Regions from separate parts of the Pan troglodytes genome. Here all the other regions are linked to region 1. Evidence: chromatin contacts called from public HiChIP or PLAC-seq data. All regions are on one chromosome and are shown on one strand. Each heading gives the region's core, a stretch centred on a gene start, on an enhancer-like site or on the middle of the called end of the contact. The rest is flanking DNA. Distances are from core to core; before and after follow the strand shown. Region 1 holds the start of MSTN (myostatin). Region 2 holds the start of ASDURF (ASNSD1 upstream open reading frame). Region 3 holds the start of OSGEPL1 (O-sialoglycoprotein endopeptidase like 1).

Evidence for each region. HiChIP or PLAC-seq counts read pairs in DNA pulled down with a chosen protein or histone mark.
Region 2: a contact with region 1 is called in an H3K4me3 HiChIP or PLAC-seq map of stem cell-derived excitatory neurons, with 6 times the contacts expected there. The contact joins the promoter of ASDURF here to the promoter of MSTN in region 1. A contact is called at or near these places in 1 of 7 Hi-C or Micro-C datasets (stem cell-derived neural progenitor cells) and 1 of 1 datasets of contacts at active chromatin or transcription factors (stem cell-derived excitatory neurons).
Region 3: an H3K4me3 HiChIP or PLAC-seq map of stem cell-derived excitatory neurons shows a contact between it and region 1, with 4 times the contacts expected there. The contact joins the promoter of OSGEPL1 here to the promoter of MSTN in region 1. A contact is called at or near these places in 1 of 7 Hi-C or Micro-C datasets (blood) and 1 of 1 datasets of contacts at active chromatin or transcription factors (stem cell-derived excitatory neurons).

The regions. Positions count from the first base shown.
Region 1 is chr13:92,132,932-92,137,604 of NHGRI_mPanTro3-v2.0_pri, forward strand. It overlaps MSTN (myostatin), which reads right to left and starts at 1,966. Exons shown (of 3, transcript NM_001079919.1): 1 at 1,594-1,966. The coding sequence starts at 1,966. All of the region lies in intron 2 of C2BH2orf88 (chromosome 2B C2orf88 homolog), which reads left to right.
Region 2 is chr13:91,723,970-91,728,642 of NHGRI_mPanTro3-v2.0_pri, forward strand. It overlaps ASDURF (ASNSD1 upstream open reading frame), which reads left to right and starts at 2,682. Exons shown (of 6, transcript XM_024354974.3): 1 at 2,682-2,884. The coding sequence starts at 2,795.
Region 3 is chr13:91,826,242-91,830,914 of NHGRI_mPanTro3-v2.0_pri, forward strand. OSGEPL1 (O-sialoglycoprotein endopeptidase like 1) reads right to left here and starts at 2,014. Exons shown (of 9, transcript XM_063791363.1): 1 at 1,508-2,014; 2 at 246-486. The coding sequence starts at 466. LOC129143426 (a long non-coding RNA gene) reads left to right here and starts at 1,733. Exons shown (of 2, transcript XR_008546847.1): 1 at 1,733-1,815; 2 at 3,690-4,391.

The sequences.
Region 1 (4,673 bases), core at 716-3,215:
TTTCAGACGTATGTATTTTCAGCTGTTCATCAGGAATCTATTCCCCTTCCAGAGAACTATGGACAAAGGAAGGTTCTATGAAGTAATGAACACTGAATGAAATTTTAAAATGATGATGATTAGAGAGAACAAGAGACACTGTGGAGGAACAACCACTTAGAATTCTTTGGGAATCTGAGTAGTTACACTTACTGAGCAGCTGTACCAATCAGTCTGGTAGAAGGAACCCTTCCCCCAGGCCTGAATTACCTGGGGACAAGACACACTGAGCAACTTACTGAGCCTCGGGAATTAGTAGAAAACACAGTACATCTGTTACATTTTGGCTTTGGAATAGCCTTTTAAAGGAGCAAAACTAAGCAGATAATTAACACAAAAATTTTGATGTTATATTCAGGCTATCTCAAAAGTTCAAAAGTATTGTCTTTAGGGCCAGGCTGTCATGTAAGCACAAGCACTAACAATTTCTTTTATTTTGGTTTTCCAAAATTGTCTATAAAAGGTAAATCTGCTCCAGACCTATTTGATAGCAGAGTCTTAAATGGAAATTCTTTGCTGCATTGTAACCTGATTACTTAATAAGGGAAATAATATTTTAAAACTGTTTGGAGTCTTGTTTAAAGTATATAAAGCATTGTATTAAAGCAAGATAACAGGTAACACAAAATTTTTCTTGCCATGCCTTCTCTGTCAAGGTGCCTGTTTCTCTTTCCTGGAGAAAGGATTCTTTTGAGCTGACTGCAAAAGGAATTGTATGAAATATGTTACCTGTCAGAAGCAGTGTAGATACCCCAGGTAAAAGCCCTCCCTCTCAGGAAGAATAAAATATTTTAGAAGGTTATTAAGCACTGTGCCTGCTTGGAAGTACACAAACTGGGTACTCTCAACAATAGTACTATGGTCAAGGTACAAGGAGGACTTTGTGAGCCATAACCTACCCAATTAAAATGTTTATTTCTTAGGCATTTTCTAATATTTAGTTCATGATGATTATTATGCTATGTTTACTTCATTATTGTTCTTACTAACACATTAAGATATTTAATTTTTGCATATTCTTCAGTGTAATAGCTCTCAAAATTAAATTTTTAACTGTGAAGAACAAAAAAATTTCTGAGAGAGTTTCAAACAACAGAAATCACTTTAGGTTTTCAGCAGTGCTCAAGTAAGTTTAAACATCCAGCAAGTTTCTTTTTTTTTCTGTTATTAGTGAAAAAAACTTATTTTACACAACTAAATACAATTCTAAAATCTAATGTAAGTTTTAAACACTGCTTGTAGTGTCTCCCAGTCCTTGCCTTGGTGGTATTATTGTGAAAGCATAAGCATGCTATCTATATTTGCCTTATTAAATTAATGCTATGCAAGTATTTTATTTTTCAGTTTTTTGTCTCTATAAGAAAACAAATAATGCAGCAGATTTTTGTCTCATTAATATATTCTCATGCAATCTTGAAAAAGAGAAACTCTTTTCCTTTCTACTTACATACAGGCCAACAGCTTGTTAAAAGAGCCTGAAAATAGATCTGTTTCTCATAAACACTAGAACAACAGTCAGCAGAACTGTTGATATACACTAATAGGACTACTTACACTCTGTAGGCATGGTAATGATTGTTTCCGTTGTAGCGTGATAATCGTCATCTTCCAAAGAGCCATCGCTGCTGTCATCCCTCTGGACATCATACTGATCAATCAGTTCCCGGAGTGGAGGAGCTTTGGGTAAAAGTTGTCTTATAGCATCTTTGCTGATGTTAGGAGCTGTTTCCAGACGAAGTTTACTGAGGATTTGTATCTTAATGGCTTCTATTCTTGAAGATTTAGTGTTTTGTCTCCAAGTACATGCATTACACAGCCCCTCTTTTTCCACATTTTCTTTTTGCTCACTGTTCTCATTTAGATCCACTGGACCAGCAACAATCAGCATAAACAGGTAAATATAAACACAGAGTTGCAGTTTTTGCATGATTTTAAAATCAATATAATCTTTTTTTCTTGTTCTTGTTTCTTCCTTTTACTTTTCTTTTGCTTTTGAGTAATGCCAAGCAAAATTTTAATGCATGTACAGTCTGAGAGACAACTTGCCACACCAGTGAATCTTTTATACTGTATTCCAAGTGGCTTTTTATATTCCAACTTAGATGAGACAAGTGTCGTCAGGATCTATGATTGGCTCTTGCTCCACAATGAATCTCGCTGTCAGAGGTTAAAACCCTGTCTGTCACAAGTCACCAAGCAGTATTTTGTTACAGTCAAGGGTGAGCTGATTCATTTGACTACTTCATAAAAGAAATAAATCTACAAATAATAAAAGTTATTTGTGACATTTGAAAAACAAAAGTCTATGTTGGCAATAATATAAACTGTACTTAAATCTTACTAATCCTCACACAACTCTTATTGTAATTTAAATAAGTCAATTTTAATTTATACTACATATTTAAAATATGAAATATTACTTCCTCAAAAACTAAAATGATTTTATATTGTTTAGGCAAGTATTTGAAGTAGAAAATATTTTTATTTGTTGTATTAAATTATTTTTAGTGCCAAGTAATTAGGAAAATAAAAATTAGGAAGACCTGAATTAAAAGTTAAGATGATGATACTAGTTGAGAATTTTCATCTGTAATTTGAGAAACTTGTTTTCTGACTAAATTCTTAGTAAATATTGGAAGTCATTGTTATTATAATATATTGTGCATGGAATTATTTTTACATAGTTTAATGTCTTTTATTAATATGAAAATTATACTGAACTTTTGACTGAGTGCTATTATTTCCTATTCTAAAGATGCAGATTAACATAACTCAGAAGATGTGTTTTTCATTGTTTATTACCAAGAGGGTAATGTCAGCTAGTAGAAAAATCTCTGAACATAGATAATGAATTTTATAACTGGCATGGCAGAGCTTATTACAGTTTGCCTCAGATTTCCAGCAGTAAATATCCAGAGAGTAAAAAGTGCAGTATCTATTCTCTATAAATTATATCAGAATATTATGAGCACATAAAAGAGAAAGAGCATCATGATAAAGGGGTGACCTTTTGTTGTTTCCCAATACTGCAATATGTTTGCACCCCTTTGCCAATTTCTCATTTTGACCAGAGGGCAGACACCTGGCAGGGATTTGGGGTAAAGTCTGGGAGCAGAGAATAGAGCTTTTTGTTCTCTAAATTTAAGTGGCCTCTGTAGGGATCAAACGTTCAACCTTAGCTTTGGGAGCCACAAGATCTAGTCAAATGAACTATTAAAGAGCTAAGCAAACATAGCCAGCAAGAAACAGAAGATATTTCCAGGCCAAAGGAGATTTCTTTTTCCTACTCCTTTTTGGGAAGCTAAGGATTCCTAAGAGATTTAGTCCATTACTTTTTTTTTCCAAGAGAATACAGTGGCTCATATCAAATATTTATTTTTAAAGTCACTACCATTTTTGCACACTGTACACTAATTTACTGCCTCGGTGCACTAAAATGCAACTCAGTAGCCTGAAAAGTTAATGCATTTTCATCAAATTCTTAAGAGGTATCTACATCTCTTGAGAAAAAAATGGCCTTACATAATGCATTGGATTTGCTCATCATTAAAGATTAAGGAAAACCAGACACAAACCAGATGCCCTGAGGATTTCAGATACTCTTTGTTATGGGACAATATTAGATCTGGCTTCTAAGGTTTTATTTGTTTGGTAAATTCATTTTTCAATGTGTAAATCTTTGAAATGTTATGATCATTGTAACACATGCATCTATACAGTTCCAAGTAAGTCAAACTTTTTTTTAAACATGCTTAGAATTGCATAGCAGTTGAATTGAGAACTCAGGCTCTGGAGTCAGATAGACCTGAGTTCAAATCTCAACTTTGCCACTTCTAACTATGTGATAATGGATGAGATACTTAACTTCCCTAAACTTTAGCTTCCTCATAGGGTTTTGGGGGGATATAATTTAATAATGCATGTAAATTGCTGAATATGGCACCTGTCATATAGTAAGTAATTGATAACTGGCATTTGAGTGCTTGCTCTTTGTTTTATGCAGAAGGGTTTGAGATTATGCTTAAAATTATGCTCCACATGAACTAGAACTGCTTCAGGTCATAGCTGCCAATTATCAGTCACAAAGCCTACTTTCTAGGCCTGTGAGGCAAGTAAAATTTTCTAAGGCAGCCAGGTTACAAGACATGTTCCAGCTCTTTATTCTTATTACCTGGAAAATAGTGAACAAAGGTTGTCATTCCCGCTAACAGACAATTCTTATTATTCATGATTTCTGTATTCACAAATTTGCCTACTTGCTAAAATTTATCTATGAAACTCAATATTCCTAGAATTTTTCAGTCATTCGCGGGCATTCACAGAGCAGCAAAAAATTTGAATCCTATCTGACGCACAGGTTCCCAGACGAGGTCAAACAAAGCAGGGTTCCGCCTTATTTTTTCAGCTCTCATACTATAAACAAATTCCCTTTTTCCCATCTATTTAGTGCCATGTTTTCACATATTTTGTGCTTCTTTTTTTATTGCTCCTCTTATTGATTTTGCTTTTTAAAAATGGCCCCCAAGCATAGTGCTGACGTGCTGCGTGGTGTTCCTATGTTCCTAATCACAGGAAAGCTGCAATGGAAAGTAGCATGGTGGTTGCCAGGGACTGGGTGAGGCACTGAGGGGTAG
Region 2 (4,673 bases), core at 1,432-3,931, 410 kb before region 1:
TGGGCAGTCCTGAGCCAGTTAGGCATGACACATGGTACTAGCTAACCCCAAAGCTGACTTCAAGCAATGCAGGAGTTAGAGCAGCTGAAGGAGGAAATAGAAGCAAATAGATAAATATTTTTAAAATAAGACAAAGTGTGAAAGCACTTTTAAGACAGTTTAGCACCATACTAAAATTATTATCACCACTTTGTTTAGTACTATGTTGTCTTGGGCAGCCCTTGTGAATAAACAAAAACATCAGAACCTGGCAGAGCCGTAAGCAACAGCCCACTTCCCAAAACGGGGTGAACAGCTGTAGACCAATCAGCGGTGTTGGGTGTGTCCGGCTACTCGATGTGGACATGATTGTGAGTCAGAACCAATTCAAACTTTAACCAGAGCTCCCACTCTGCCAGACACTATAATAGAAGGTGGGGTACAAAGAAGACCAATAGGCTAGGATGCTCAGTCTCATCAGCTTTACAGATAAGCCTCACTATTACCTCTAAACAAAGTGGAAGCCAGTCCTGGCAGCGCACACCTATAACCCCAGCATTTTGGAAGGCTGAGGCGGGCAGATAGCTGGAAGCCAGGACTTTGAGACCAGCCTGGCCAACATACTGAAACCCCATCTCTACTAAAAATACAAAAATCAGCCGGGCATGGTGGCACACACTTGTAATCCCAGGTACTTCGGAAGCTGAGGCAGGAGAATAGCTTGAATCCAGAAGGCGGAGGTTGCAGTGAGCAGAGATCGCACCACTGCACTCCAGCCAGGGCAACAGAGAAAGACTGTGTCTCAAAATAACAACAAAAACAAAGTGAAGTGATACTTCACTTTGGAGCTCTCTTTTTCCTAAACTTGGATTCTTAAAATGTTTCTAAGCTAGCAGTTTTGTAAGAACTTTTTTCCTTAAAAATCTGGCACATTTAAAGTATTGGAAATTCTGGGCTTTTAAAAATATTGGGATTATACCAGTGCTTATTTTTCTCTATAAACTAGTCAGAACAGAGGCCCTTTAATTAGAGATACTATAGTGGGATTTATTAATACACTCCAGAAGTAGGGAAATATTTTATATTCACAAAGGGAGACATAAAGCCTGTTCTAAGTTATAGACACACAGACACATAGAGAGGTTATTGCTTCTGTCTTACAACTTCAATCTCAGGTCAAAAGTAAACACAAAACCACAAAAATTCACCAGTTCTTCTGCTTGAGCGGCCTTTATGTTAAAACAAACAAACAAAACCTTACTAGCCCACATCTCAAATAGCTGTCCTCCTTCCCTCTCAGTGGACACAAAAGTAATTAATTTGAGCTCACAAACAATAAACAAAAAGACTTACAAACTCGCTTCTCTATCACCTCTCTTATTTATTTATTTGAACCCCTGGCCTCAAGTAATCCTCCCACCTCAGCCCCGAGTGGTTGCGATTACAGGTTTGAGCCACTGCACCTATCTACCTCTCTACCAATGAGACTAGACGTCCATCATCCAACAGATACCACCAAATGCTTAGACCACAAAACCAAACTCCCAATCATTGCTGCTATCAATGTATCAGTAATGTATAAGTTATACCTGAATAACTTATCAGGAATGTACAAATCAGAAATGAAAACACAATCTTTAAAAATCAATTATAAAGGAAAAATATATAACCACTTGGGATTTCTGTAAGAGCAAATAAAAAACATGCCTGGCCTTAAACAACCCATGATGTATACATTTCTTTCGCCAGACAGTTTGATTCATCACATAAATCCAGTTGGGCATCTCTGTGGAAACTTAAGATTTCCAATAATACAGTATAATTCTCAAAAACCTAAAATCATGTCTCTAATGTGAACATAAAATATATACATGTCAAACTTTTATTCAACTCATTGGTTAGTGAGGGAACCGATGACTTTAAAACCAATACAGAATATTAGAGAAGCTAGGCATATATTAATAAAGAAATGTTAGGAAAGAATGCAGGGTTAGATACAAAACTGACTAATGTGTTGCAGAACAATAAATCATAACCTGTGTTGGTATCTGGTACAACAAAAAATTATTTGCATCTCTACCAAACCAAAATCTCTACCAAAGTTAACCTTTGCCCCTACAGAATTGTAAAACAGCCCAGTCAATATAATAAAGTCAAGTCCAGAGCAGCACTGAAAGAGCATCCAGTAAATAAATCTCTTTTGCCTATTTCCAAGTTTTAGTCATTTTTTCCACAGAAATGAGATATTGCAAATATTGCACGGGACATAGATGCACTAAAAAACTATTAATTCATCTGAAGTTCATACTGTATTTTATCCGGCAACCCTAACCACGAGTTAACCAAAACTTTACCAAGTCTGTACAGTTCTTTTGCCAACACGGTATCTCTTAAATCTGTTCCTTAGCTTCATCTTTCCCTAGATAATAAATATCATATTAAGCGCTGTTTCTATTGCACGACTATTCTTCATATTTACCACTGGAGGGCGCACAGAACTCGTAGTATACTAGATAAGAGGTCATGAAGAAACCACCTGAGCGTTTCTGCATCTCAACCACAAGAGGCCAGTACAGGAACCTCAGATTTTGCAACCAGACTGTTTACTCGCTCCCTAAGCAGCCATGCGCAGGCGCGAAACTCCTCCCCAGGCCAGACCCGGCCTGCGCATGCGTTCAAGTGAGCGCGCAGACGCTATTGGTAAGACTCGCGGGAAAAGAAAGGGTGAGCGCGGCTGGAAGCGCGCATGCGCTGTGGCTAATGCCGTAGGCTCCTTCAGGGCTGAGCCATCCCGCGTGTCTTGCGCTCGGTGGAAATGCCCAGCCGAGGGACGCGACCAGAGGACAGCTCTGTGCTGATCCCCACCGACAATTCGACCCCACACAAGGAGGATCTAAGCAGCAAGGTGAGTGTGAGACGCGACGAAAAGGCTCCTGGACTCGGGACCGGGCGCCACTGGACCCTGAAGGTGGTCCGCAGCGGGCAGCGTGGGGCCTCGGCTTTGCCCTGCTACTTTGCTCTTTTTATTCATAGCACTTGACAGCCACAGTTAGTCCTTTTATTTTCCGAAAACAGTTGCGAAAAGGGAGATCTTGAAATTTGTCCCGAGACGACCCAGGTGGCAGTGGGGCGGAGTTTTGGTTGGGTGTTTTCCTCCCTAGTCTTTTTAAACTTTTGGAAATACCGCCCACCCCAAATCTGTTCCATCAAAGATATTCTCCATCCAGTTAACCATGCCAGCAACCCGGGGTCCATCCTTCACCCCCATCATGGAAGCCTATCAGTTCTACCTTTGAAGCTCATTTCAAATATGTCCCTTTATCACCGTGAACACTCTTACCACCCCAAATAAGCCACTGTCATCTGCTATCGGGACCCCTGCCCCCGGCAAGGCCTTCCTAAGCGGTCTCTCCTCATCCACCTGTTAGCTGCTGCTTCTCCGTTAACCAGAGCAATGGTCCTAAAACACGCATTGGGTTGTCACTCATACCAAACTGGGGGAGAGAGGAAGCCAATATAATATAAGCCTTAACTGCCATAAACAAACAACCTTTAAAGATAAATGGGGGTGGGGAGGGTTATAGCCCTTCAGGTATTACATGTCCTAGATTCTACTTTGGTTCTGTCCCAAACTTACAATGACATCTTGGGCAAGTCTCTTTAATCTTTCTGTATCAGTTACCTTCTTTGAAGTAAAGTGAAATGTACACCTGTCATTCCTAAAATGGGAAAGCCCTGTATAAATGTTAAGTCTCAAAGAATGTTTACAAATTTGGCCTTGGAATTCAACCTCATTACTACAGCTCTGCCAACGGGGGAGACAGAAAGGTGCACACTCATGGGGATTGGGGGTGAATTTTCAAAAGACACACAGCCCATTCTGATTACCACCATAGCAAGCCACTTACGCATACTGGTGGTTACAGATCCCTGAGGTGTGTGTGAGGTAGCATAAATATGATAAAAGCTGCTTTTAGAGGCTCTTGTGATACTATGTAATCAGTCATGTTCACAAAATAAATAGAGTTAAAAAGAAACTTAGTTTTCACTTAGTTGAGCCCTCCCCTACAAATAAATGAAGCCCAGGCCAGCATGGTGGCCCAGGCCTGTAGTCCCAGCTACTCGGAGGCTAAGGTGTGAGAATCGCCTGAGCCCGGGAAGATCAAAGCTGCAGTGAGCCGTGATCGCACCACTGCACTCCAGCCTGGGTAACAGAGCAAGACCCTGTTTCAAAAAAAAAAAAAAAAAAAGCCCAGTTCAACAGTGCCAGCTCTATGCTAGTCATTGAGATAAAAAGAGGGAAAAATACAAAGATGGAACATGATAGGTCTTACTGTCCCCAAATAGGGCATTGCTTGATTCGAATGTTTGACTGCAGCACTTAGTACATAAAATCATGAAAATATTGAAAAAAGTAACCCACCCCTCATTCAATTTGCTTTTTTTTAAATCTAAATCACAACTTAATTTTCAATCTAAATCACAACTTAATTCCTTTTGGTGTATATCATATATATATTTTTTAAATTATTTATTTATTTTTTTTTTTGAGACGGAGTTTCACTCTTGTTGCCCAGGCTAGAGTGCAGTGGTGCAATCTTGGCTCACTGCAGCCTCCGCCTCCCGGGTTCAAGCAGTTCTCCTGCCTCAGCCTCCCGAATAGCTGGGATTACAGGCATGTGCCACTACGCTTG
Region 3 (4,673 bases), core at 764-3,263, 310 kb before region 1:
TAAATACGGAAGCTGGGAATGAGCTCAGTTTCTTTTGGCAACAGGATTAGTTAAGGTTGGGACCTTATTGTGAAGACCCTTAAAAGCCAGGAGGAAGTGTTTGAGGTTTTCTATAGCAGTTATTAAAAGTGTTTGCAAAAAGGAATAAGACAGTAGCTCCTGAAAACTTTTATATATGACAAATACAAAAGAATGATTTTACTTTTTCCAAAAAAGTGGAAATGACTAAGATAATGTCTACTTACCTTAAATGAACTTCAGTTTGGGAATGTATTGCTTCTCCCAACACATTTCCAGTTTCATCCACCACAGCAGCTGCTGTATCATCACAACTGGTTTCAATTCCCAATACTATTTTATGAAGAAATAGTGTTCCAGGATGAAAATTAAAACTTCTTAAAAATTCATAAACTTTCCTTTTTGATGGTTTAAAAAAAACTCCTGCAGTCTTAGTCAAGATTAGCATACTTACTCTATAGATAATTCCTGAAAAAGAATTACAGAAACAACTTATTATTTGCAACTGACATTAGCCAGCTTATTTTTCAATATATAGTTTTACAGAATTACAGGAAAGTTTGTAAAAGTCACCAAAAGTTTGTAAAGGCTATAGCAACATGGGAATATAAATAATATTATGAATGAATATAATGTTCTCCAAGGGGGAAAACAGGGGTCAGATATAAAATTTTTTAGTATTATTACTTGCATGCTGTTCCTACCAAAAGACTTATTATTAAGACAGCTAATATAAAGTACAATAATTGATAGAGTCCTCTGAAAAGTGCTATTTATTTTTTGACAGCTAAAATTAAGACAAAATGTGGATTTTCTAAAAAGAATCAAACAACAAAGGCAGATGGAACACATAAAAATACTGTTAATGTATTCCATCTCCTAAAAACATCTTTCAAAATAAAACTGGATCATTTGGTTCAAAAACAAGAGTTAACATAAACACACACACGCCAACTGCAACCTAACACCTATTTTATCCTTAATTACAATCTTTGGAATTAAATCTCCACTTTTTGCTACAGGTTTTGTCATAACAAGGATCTTCCCAAATCCTTTTCCCCCAAAATAATAGCAGCCCATCACTAAAGCACACTAGTATTTTCACACTGCGAAGCACCTAATTTTATGCCCCCAGATCATCCGTTCTAAAACTTTCTGGGTGTTAAAGCAGGGCCTTTCTCCACCACACTAAAGGGACACGGCATCCCAGGGATTAGAGATGAGCGACCTATTTGCAGAAGGCAGTTGCAGGCAGTGCAGCCCAGACAGACACAACCTAGAGGAATTAGATTTGCATTAACAAAATCTGGACAAGGAGGATTGTACGAAGCACTACCCTTTCGGGCCAAGAAAGCTGCAGGGTGAACCCACGTGACTTGGGTAGCGCTGGTCTCCTGTCGGCTGTAGGGCTGCGACGGGCGCAAACTGGAACCGCTTTTCCAGGTGCGCAAAAGCCTCAGTGGGGTGAAGAGTGAGCAATTTCACCCACCTTCCTCTTGGGCGGCAGTAGCTAGCACTTGTCTCCTTTCCCTACTAAAGACTGTCGACTGCCCTTATTGCTGCAGGAGAAAGCCCGAACCTGGCGCCCGGAAGTGATGTCATCGTAACTGTGCAAGGTCCCGTCCAGAGCTGGCTGCTGTTCCGCTAGCGAGCGGCATGCTTAGTGAAGAAAAGCTTAAAGGCCGTCTTTGCCCAAAACGCTCTCTGTGCGCGCCTGCATTTCCCCCAGATTTGCAGGTGATGAGAGTTCTGTAAAATTACACAGCTAGTGACTGATCCAGCGGAGGCCGAATACAGGTTTGTCTGACTACACAACATCAAGTTCCAAACACTAAGCTACATTAAAAAGAAATTTTTTTTTTGCCCTTGGCTGGAATTTGGTTGCTACTGTGAGAAAAGGATGGGGTAGGTTATTCGTCATTCATTTTTAAGGGAACTACCATCAAATCTAAACGTAGGGGTGAGGTACCTGATACTTTCATCGGAGAAATAGGATGGAATCTAGCGGCGCCCCCTAGCAGGGTTACCAAAGAACGGAAGTGTTTCTCGTCGGACAGTGTAAACCGTTTCTCCCACTTCACTAGGAAGAAAGGGGCTGGCTTATTTTTACAATTAAAAAAAAAAAAAAAAAAACCTCGGGAGACTGAGGCAGGAGAACTGCTTGAACTGGGACCCGGGAGGCGGAGGTAGCAGTGAGCCGAGATCGCGCCACTGCACTCCAGCCTGAGCTACAGAGCGAGACTCTGTCTCAAAAAAGAAGAAGAAGAAAAAAAAAGGCTGTGGTAAATATTCAGTTGCCTTAAACTATCCTATTTTCATAATGCATTATATTGTCCTTCCTTACTATGTACACGAAATTCAGCATGGTATGTTTTCAAAGTCTTGCACCTGCTTTTTTTTTTTTTTTTCTTTTATTGGTTTGTGAACTTTGTTTTGAACATTGTTTGGACAGATTTATTCCAAGAGTCAGGCTTTTCCCCTGCTGGTATTTAAGATTTTAGTAAGCAAGGACCTTAGAATCCACTGTTGTACAGGGCTGGCATATATACCTGCACTTTGCACGTTGTGAAGCTCTGGGTATAAAAGATGAGTAAATCCCATAACAACATGTTGGGAAGCCACAGAGTACAGTCTAGAGGTGGATACAGATAAATAAGTAAATAATTACCAGAATATGGTTGAGGTTTTTTAGTTGGAACTTATGTTTTTCAAAAATTTCATTTATGTGTAACAATAATGATAAAGTGGCACTATGTACCAGGCACCTGCTGTAGATTAATTTCTTTCAAAATCCCATGAAATAGTTTCTGTCCTCATTTTACAGGCAACTGGGCCACAGAGTTTGGGTGCTTTGGAGGTCACACAACTAGGAAAAGCAAAGCTAGGATTAGAAGTCAGGCCATCTGGCACTGGAGTCTGTTTTCTTAACTGCTAGAAGAGAAAATAACTCACATTTTCTCTAGGGTGCACTGTTGGCCTAAACAAGGGAAAAAAGAAAAATTAAAACCTAAAAGTTAAGAAAAAGTAGTCATACGGTTAGAGAGGTCAGAGGTTATTTCTGTTATACACTGGAATCCAGTTTGAACATAAAATCTTTCACATCAGGTATTATTTTTCTTACAATTCCAATTATGTTCAGCAGGTATATCCCAATGCTCTTCTGTGCTGTCAAGACAAGCAAGATCCTATTGTGTGTGCTATCATTGGTAGATTCCTCGTCTAGGCACTCTTGGCCAGTGTTGAGTCCGAATGCTGTTATTATGTGAAACAGGAGAACTCTAGGGCACATTAGTATGGAATTTTATCTTTCCCTTGACCGAATATATGTGAAGTGGCACTTATACAAGTCCCATGTATTTAGCAAAGATATACATTTTTTATGTTCTTTATTGTAACATAGGAGAGGGTTATTGGGGGAAAGGCATGTATGCTCTCTGAGGCCTGTCTGTACTTTTATGCAGATAGTTAGAATGACACTCATGGGCATTCTCAAAAAATATGGCCTATGTAAGTTCAACATAAATCGAGAGTTCCAGCTGAATCTAGATATGCTTATTTGGTCTCAGATATTGTGTGTCTGGCTTTCCATTTGTAGCCTTCAGAGGAAAATTTTATTATTAATACATATTATATATTAAAACATATAAGAATCTTTCTTTTCTTTTTTTTAGATGGAGTCTCACTCTGTTGCCAGGCTGGAGTGCAGTGGTGCCATCTCAGCTCACTACAACCTCCACCTCCGGGGTTCAAGCAATTCTCCTGCCTCAGCCTTCCGAGTAGCTGGGACTACAGGTGCCTGCCACCATTCCCAGTTAATTTTTGTATTTTTAGTAGAGATGACATTTCACTATGTTGGCCAGGCTGGTTTTGAACTCCTGACCTCGTGATCCACCTGCCTCAGCTTCCCAAAGTGCTGGGATTACAGGCATGAGCCACCACGCCTGGCCGAAATCCTATTTTTCAATATTTATTTCCTAATTATGTCCTACTAGGTTAGGTTTTATTTTCATTTGTTACATATTTATTGGGTTATTTCATTTATGCTAGGAACTTTATTAGTATAAGGATACAGATAAGGTCCATTCTCTGTTCTCAAGAATCTGAGTCTACAGGCAGAAGACAAAATGCAGTACAGAATTATGGAAATGTGAATGCAAACTGCATTCAGAGAGGGGTATTGCTTGGGAAAAGCCACATTGGCGTGCCACAGATGTATGCCAGCCTGGCAGGCCCATAGTGTGATTACTTGAGTTTCAATATCTGATTCTTTTATAGGCTTGATATTGGTTTATCAGGTCTGGAAGTGACTGGACTCTGGAGTACTGAGTTACCCACCACAAACTGCTAATAAAATGCTGTGTAAAAGCCATTAATACTAATGTATTATTTATGAGAAACACAATTATGGGGAAGCTAGGATAGTTGAGTTTGCTGGTCATTATCTTCCTTGTATTGACCAAATTACAATGAAGGCTAAATCCAAATTATAATCAGAAGATTGCTTGGTAAATACAGAACAGAAACAATAGAAATGTGTGTGGTGCTTTTAATGGCTAGTATTTCAAGCCTGATGCAGCCCTTTCCACTTGAGTCACATTGTCTTACATTCTTTGACTTGGCTAGTGCTAAAAATACATTGCCATTTTCCTTTCTCC